Linked DNA regions of Mus musculus: region 2 is linked to region 1. The links are chromatin contacts, called in public promoter capture Hi-C maps. All regions are on one chromosome and are shown on one strand. The core of a region is the stretch at or near the end of the contact, and the rest is flanking DNA. Distances in the headings are between cores, read along the strand shown. Region 1 holds the start of Cacul1 (CDK2 associated, cullin domain 1). Region 2 overlaps Grk5 (G protein-coupled receptor kinase 5).

Region 1 (2,791 bases), core at 152-2,651:
ATCCTTCAGTTAATGGTTTCTGTGATGGCTATTTCTGGTTTGTCAATTTGACTACACCTGGAATGAACTACAATCCAGAAATGGAGGGAACACCTGCAATCCCGATCTTGAAGCTGGAAGACACCCAGGTCTTGACATGGGATGACACACACTTTTGATCTAGAACTTGAGGCACAGTGCCCAGGAAAAGCTTAGGCCCAGACAAGATGGTATACACATTTAATCCCAGGAGACAGAGGCAAGCATATCTCTGAGTTCAAGCCCAGCCTGAGACAGAGCAAGTTCCATTAAACAAAAGCTTAGGTCCAGGCATGGTGGTACACATCTTTAATCTGGGCCGCACCTTCTGCTGGAGGTCTACATAAGGACAATGGAAAAAGCATTCATTCTTTGCCTGCTTGCACTTGCCAACACATCTGTTGGAACCTATTTCTTCAGGATTCTAGTTTATACAGAAGACCAGCTGACTTAGCCTGGTGGGATTGAGCAACTACTTAGATTCTTAGAGCTCCCCATCACAGCTGGCCATTGCTAAGTTAGCTGGACTGCAGACTGTCATTCATCCCAATAATTTCTCTTAATACATAGAGACATTCCATAAGTTCTGTGACTCTAGAGAACCCTAATAGTTTCTAACTGCACAGTGGTCAGAGAATGTGGTTATGTCAGTCCTCAGACATGCAGAGACACTTGCTTAGAGACACAGTATGTTTATCTTTTGTAAATGTTTCACATACTCTGGGAAGGAATGTATATTGTGCAATTTCTGAATCAATATTCTGTCCTTCTTAGTTTGGGATACCTAGGGCTAAAAAACGGCACACACCAACAGTCTACCCTTTGGAGTCTGTACCCAGGGCCTACTGCCACACTGTCCTTTCATTCCCCAAGCAAAGGCTCAGGCTGCGAGGTCAAGGTCTGGGTGGCAAAAAGCCTGTGTCGGTGGGGGACCCTCACTATGGAAAGGTTAGCCAGCATGGGGTATGAAGGGACACTCAGAAGGCTGAGGAAAGAGGACTGCTTGGAGTTAGTTGGAGCCCAGTTTGGAGTACAAAAAGAAAAAAGAAAAGACGAAAAGACTAAAAAAGAAAAGGGAAGGGGGCTGTTAAACATAAGAGCGTTGGTGCGCCGTTTTTGGGTCCACTCTCGGGCACACCCAGACTAGTTGTGGCAACAAGTTAGAGAATGCGCGTGCGCAGACCAAAGTCCTTTATCACGTAATGTCGGCCGGGGGCGGGGCCAGCGAATCCGGGTCTGGACACCTGGTCTAAACTGATGGGGAGGGGGGAGTGGGGAGGGGAGGGAGAGGGAATCGCGCCGCTGGGTGCATTCGCCTTGAGGTGACTCATAGCTCCCGCCCCCTTTTCGCCCAGCTTTCTCCAGGCCGTCCCTCGCATCACGTGCCTTCCTGGCCGCTCCCCCAGAGCCCTTTCCAAAGGCCAGAAGAAACTGCTGTAAAATGTCGTGAGGGACGTCAGCCCTTTGCGGCTGCCTCTCAGAACCAGACCCCGGGAGTGCCCACCTCAGTCAGCGGTTCCTCCGGCGGAGTCGTCTTGACGGAGGGCGAAAGCGCTCGGTGCGCCACTGGATTTTCCGCCGCACCCGCGAGGGCTCCGGGCGATGTGAACTCGAGGCGGCTTCTGCGCTCCCAGGCCCGGGGGCTGAGGTGGGCGGGCAGGTGCCTGGGAAGCCGCGGCCCGGCGGGATGGAGGAGAGCATGGAGGAGGAGGAAATGCTCACCTACGAGGCAATGATGGACGACCAGAATCACAACAACTGGGAGGCCGCCGCGGACAGTTTCCGCCAGCCTCCGCCGGCCCCGCCGCTGCCCCCGCCGCCGCCGCCGCGGCCCTCGTCGTCCATCCCGGATCCAGGCCGAGAACTCCCGGGGGGACAGCTGCTGGCTGTGCACGCGGGCTCCATGGAGAGGAAGGGTCCTAAGGAAGGGCTCCCGATGGGGCCTCCGCCCTTGCCGGAACCAAACGGGGTGATCATGATGTTGAAGAGCTGCGACGCAGCCGCCGCGGTGGCCAAGACGGCCCCTGCCCCCACCTCCAGCTCCACTATCAACATCAACACCTCCACCTCCAAGTTCCGTGAGTCTGTCCCTCCTCCACGACCCCACCCCCACCCCCCAGCCAGGCTTCTCCACACCAGCTCGTGGAATCCCCCCGCCCTGAGAGTAACTCCACTTCCTTTGTTCCAGGCTTAGTTCTCTTTCCTTCTCTTAACCCTCCCACCCTGATTCGGTGTCTGCGGCCAGTATCCGGCCAGCCAGCCAGTGTTGCCTGTTACACCTGCGCAGCCTCAGCTTATGCTTTAGAAAAGATCTTTAATACTCCTGATCATCTCTCAACATTAGTAAGCTCTTCTCTAGGGTGTCCCCTTCAAAGTTTCACCTTACAGAGCGAGAGGGAAAAGTAAGGCGGTCTTGAATTTCGTTAGAGGCCTTTCGTCTTTTTTTTTCAACCAGAGAGCAAAGAAATGTGTTCTTGTATTCTTTGCCGCTGTACTTTTAGCAAATCGGGCTTCTGAACGTTGGTCTCTAGCAACTCTTTGTTCTCTGTGAGTTTTTGCATCCTGTCAGGGAATTCTTAGTTACTTCTACTATGTAGTGGGAACTGCTACAAGTCTTTGAAGTTGATGTGTAAAATCACGTTCCAGAGAAGCGGTTCAGCAAGTGACTGTAACCAGGATCCTACCGCAGGTTGAACTTTTTAGCGGTCTGCCTTGAAATTCACTTGCAGATAGAAGATAAAAACTGACCCCAAAATGTTCACAATCAGGCAGT
Region 2 (2,700 bases), core at 83-2,582, 500 kb before region 1:
GGGCCTTTCCATCTGCCCATAGGCCAGAAGGACAAAGGAACATCTGTGACTGTAGCTCTAGCCTCCCCAGTGCCACCCCCTAAAACTCAGTCTGGAGGAGGATGTCTCCCCAGTTAGAAGAACTGAAGCATCAGCAAGGACAGGATCAGATCATATCTTTGTCATGCTTTCAGTTGCCCTGTGTATACTCTCAGGCTGGTGGCTCAGGTTAGAGCCTACCCTCTGGGCTTCTCTTTTCTATTTTATTGTATTTTTTATATTGTTCACTTATTGTGTGTCGATGTATGTGCCACAGCATTTGTATGGAGATCAGAGGACAACTTTGTAGAGTCAGCTTTGTCCCTCTACCTGTCACAGAGGTTCCAGGACTTGAACTCAGATCACCAGGATTGCATTAAAAAATGCTTTACCTGCTGAGCCATCTCTCTGGCCCCAAGTTTCTCTATTCTAGACATAAGTAACTGGGCCATGCTCCATCCATTCCAAGAAACACCAAAGAAGCAAGAATGTGCAGTAGCTGAGCCTGTTAATGCAGCCCCCTAGAGTCTACTGTGCTGGCAGATGGCCGGATCATCAAGGATAAGAAGATGAAAAAAAAAAGGATGAGGTAGGGCTGGGTTGCTTATCAGCTTCTACCAGGAAGGAATGGTATGTAAACGACACTTCTGCTTTCCAAAAGAAGTGATAGAAAATCAGGGTTTTAGGATAAAATATCTTCATCTGAAAAGCTTGGTTATTAAGTTAGTATTTGTCTATTTCTAAAATATACCACACAGGTGGAATAGAACACCCACCTATATGGTGTCAGGGATGGTATCAGGCGTACATTATCAAGAGAGAAGGTGTGGGTGCAGTGGGAGAAGACAGAGTAAGTTCCCTGTATGTGGGGGACCACATATGATCTGGAATGACTGGGAGAGTCAAATGGTGAAGGACTCAAGGGAGTGTGGAGAAGCTACAGCGATGGGGCACAGCAGGAGCCTCAGATTCAGCATTAGATCCAAGGGACAGGAAAGCTGGGTGTGTGGACATCTCTCTCAAGGGGCATGGCTGCCAAGATGGAATGGAGAACAACTTCCCTGCTGATTGTGTAGCTGCCTCTATGGTTTATAGGTCAGGTATTGCAGTAGCCTGAGTCAGCACCTGCTAAAGGGATAAGAGCAGAGTGGCCAGACTGAGATGCTGTGGCTTACAAAGTCCAGACCAGAATCCAAGACCCCAAGAGAAGACAGAGCAAGGCTTGAGGTTTCTGGAGGTACTTTCATGTGTACAATCATTTGGCACTTTTCAGCCAACACATTTCCCTCGGTGGCCACAAGGGGGCAGGAGAGGGACAGCTTTGGTCCTGGTTACAGCAAGAGCTTCAGCTCACAAAACCTGAGGTTGAAATGGAGGTTTGTGGGGAAGTGGAGAGGTGGTGATAGTGGTAGTGGTTAGAAGCAGAGATCATGTTTGCTCCATTCTCTCAGTATGTCCATGTCCCTATTGATGTTTCTTGAGACAGGCTTTTTGGGACTCCTGACCTAAGAATGTGATGCCTCTTATAGTCTTGTTACATCACGCAGACAGCTGACCATGACATAACAAGTACCACTGGCAGCCATCTCTCCACATCCCTAACCCCTGCTGTCTATCTCTCCACTACCTCATCCCGACTGCACCGCTGTGACAGTGCTTCTTTGAGACTGGTTAACAGGTTGTGGGGTTGTGGTCTACATGTTACATACCTTCTTCATCATGTCTTTGACACATGTCAGTAGCAGAGGAACACTTCCTCTTTTAGATATGATCAGAGGGCAGATCCAGCCCCACATCCTTACCACAGCTCTATACACAGAAGTGGCCAAGCAGGGGTGGTTGAAGTAGCCAAGCCCCCAGGGATCCCTGGTCCTCTGAATGTAGAAGCTTAGTTACTTCAAGTTTCTAGTCTTGGTCTTCTCTAAGCTCTACCCTGAGCTACTGGTATGTGTTCCCTTGAACCTTCCCAGGGCTACTTGGGGACTCAGGAATGAGAGGAGAGGCCCCTTTCAGGCCTCTGCTCTCTGCTCTCTTCTTTGCTGCTCAGGGTGTAGTATGGCTCCAGAGGAAGGTACTTTGCCACATTGGCTTACAAGTGTGTGTATCTAGGCACTTGAGGACAGAAAGCATCAGAGGGCATCTTCCTGTGGTGAGTCTTAGGAGACTGAGAGCCAGGCAAGAGCAGGAAGTAGCTGACTCCATACCAAACCCAAGGAAGGGCCTAAGGACCAGCTATGGAACAGTGTCCACCTTGGCTGAGGGAACCTTACAGCCCCTATCACTCCTTCCTCTTTAGCTGTCCAGTATCCACACCTGGCCCCAACACACTCCAGTCACTCTAATCTCTTCACTTGAAGGTCCTGCCCATCCACACATGCTGCCATACAGAACTTGAGCTGGGACCACCGTTCTACACAGTGAATGGAACACTGAGAATATGTTCAACAACTCCAAGGACTTTAACACCTCTCTTGCAGTCCTTGTCCTCAGTCCCCCGTGTCTAGAATCCAGAGTGGAGGGAATAGGAGGCCAAGTTCAAGGGCAGGAACTTGCCTGTGAACCAACTTGGGCTATCATCTTTATGCTTTGCTGACTTTTCTACAAAGCTACACACACTCATGGGTGTTCACGTCAACCCATATTCCTTGATTCACAGGGTATCCTGTCCAATATGCAGGTGTT

The links. Promoter capture Hi-C pulls out the DNA fragments that hold promoters and counts their contacts.
Region 2: a contact with region 1 is called in a promoter capture Hi-C map of pre-B cells, with 3 times the contacts expected there. The contact joins the enhancer-like site here to the promoter of Cacul1 in region 1. A contact is called at or near these places in 2 of 39 promoter capture datasets (hippocampal neurons and pre-B cells), 2 of 484 Hi-C or Micro-C datasets (large pre-B cells and muscle stem cells) and 4 of 115 datasets of contacts at active chromatin or transcription factors (embryonic limb bud and embryonic stem cells).

Annotation. Positions count from the first base shown.
Region 1 is chr19:60,579,633-60,582,423 of GRCm38.p6, reverse strand. It overlaps Cacul1 (CDK2 associated, cullin domain 1), which reads left to right and starts at 1,401. Exons shown (of 9, transcript NM_030197.2): 1 at 1,401-2,096. The coding sequence starts at 1,706.
Region 2 is chr19:61,083,338-61,086,037 of GRCm38.p6, reverse strand. The region is part of intron 12 of Grk5 (G protein-coupled receptor kinase 5); the gene reads right to left. It also overlaps a transcript of Zfp950 not described here. Among named protein-coding and RNA genes, the nearest start is that of Zfp950, 56 kb to the left of the region's middle. Within about 2 kb of position 1,332, at least 120 of the 459 cell types and tissues checked have an H3K27ac peak or open chromatin away from gene starts, as enhancers often do. A contact at or near this core is called in muscle stem cells and pre-B cells, where this site is marked.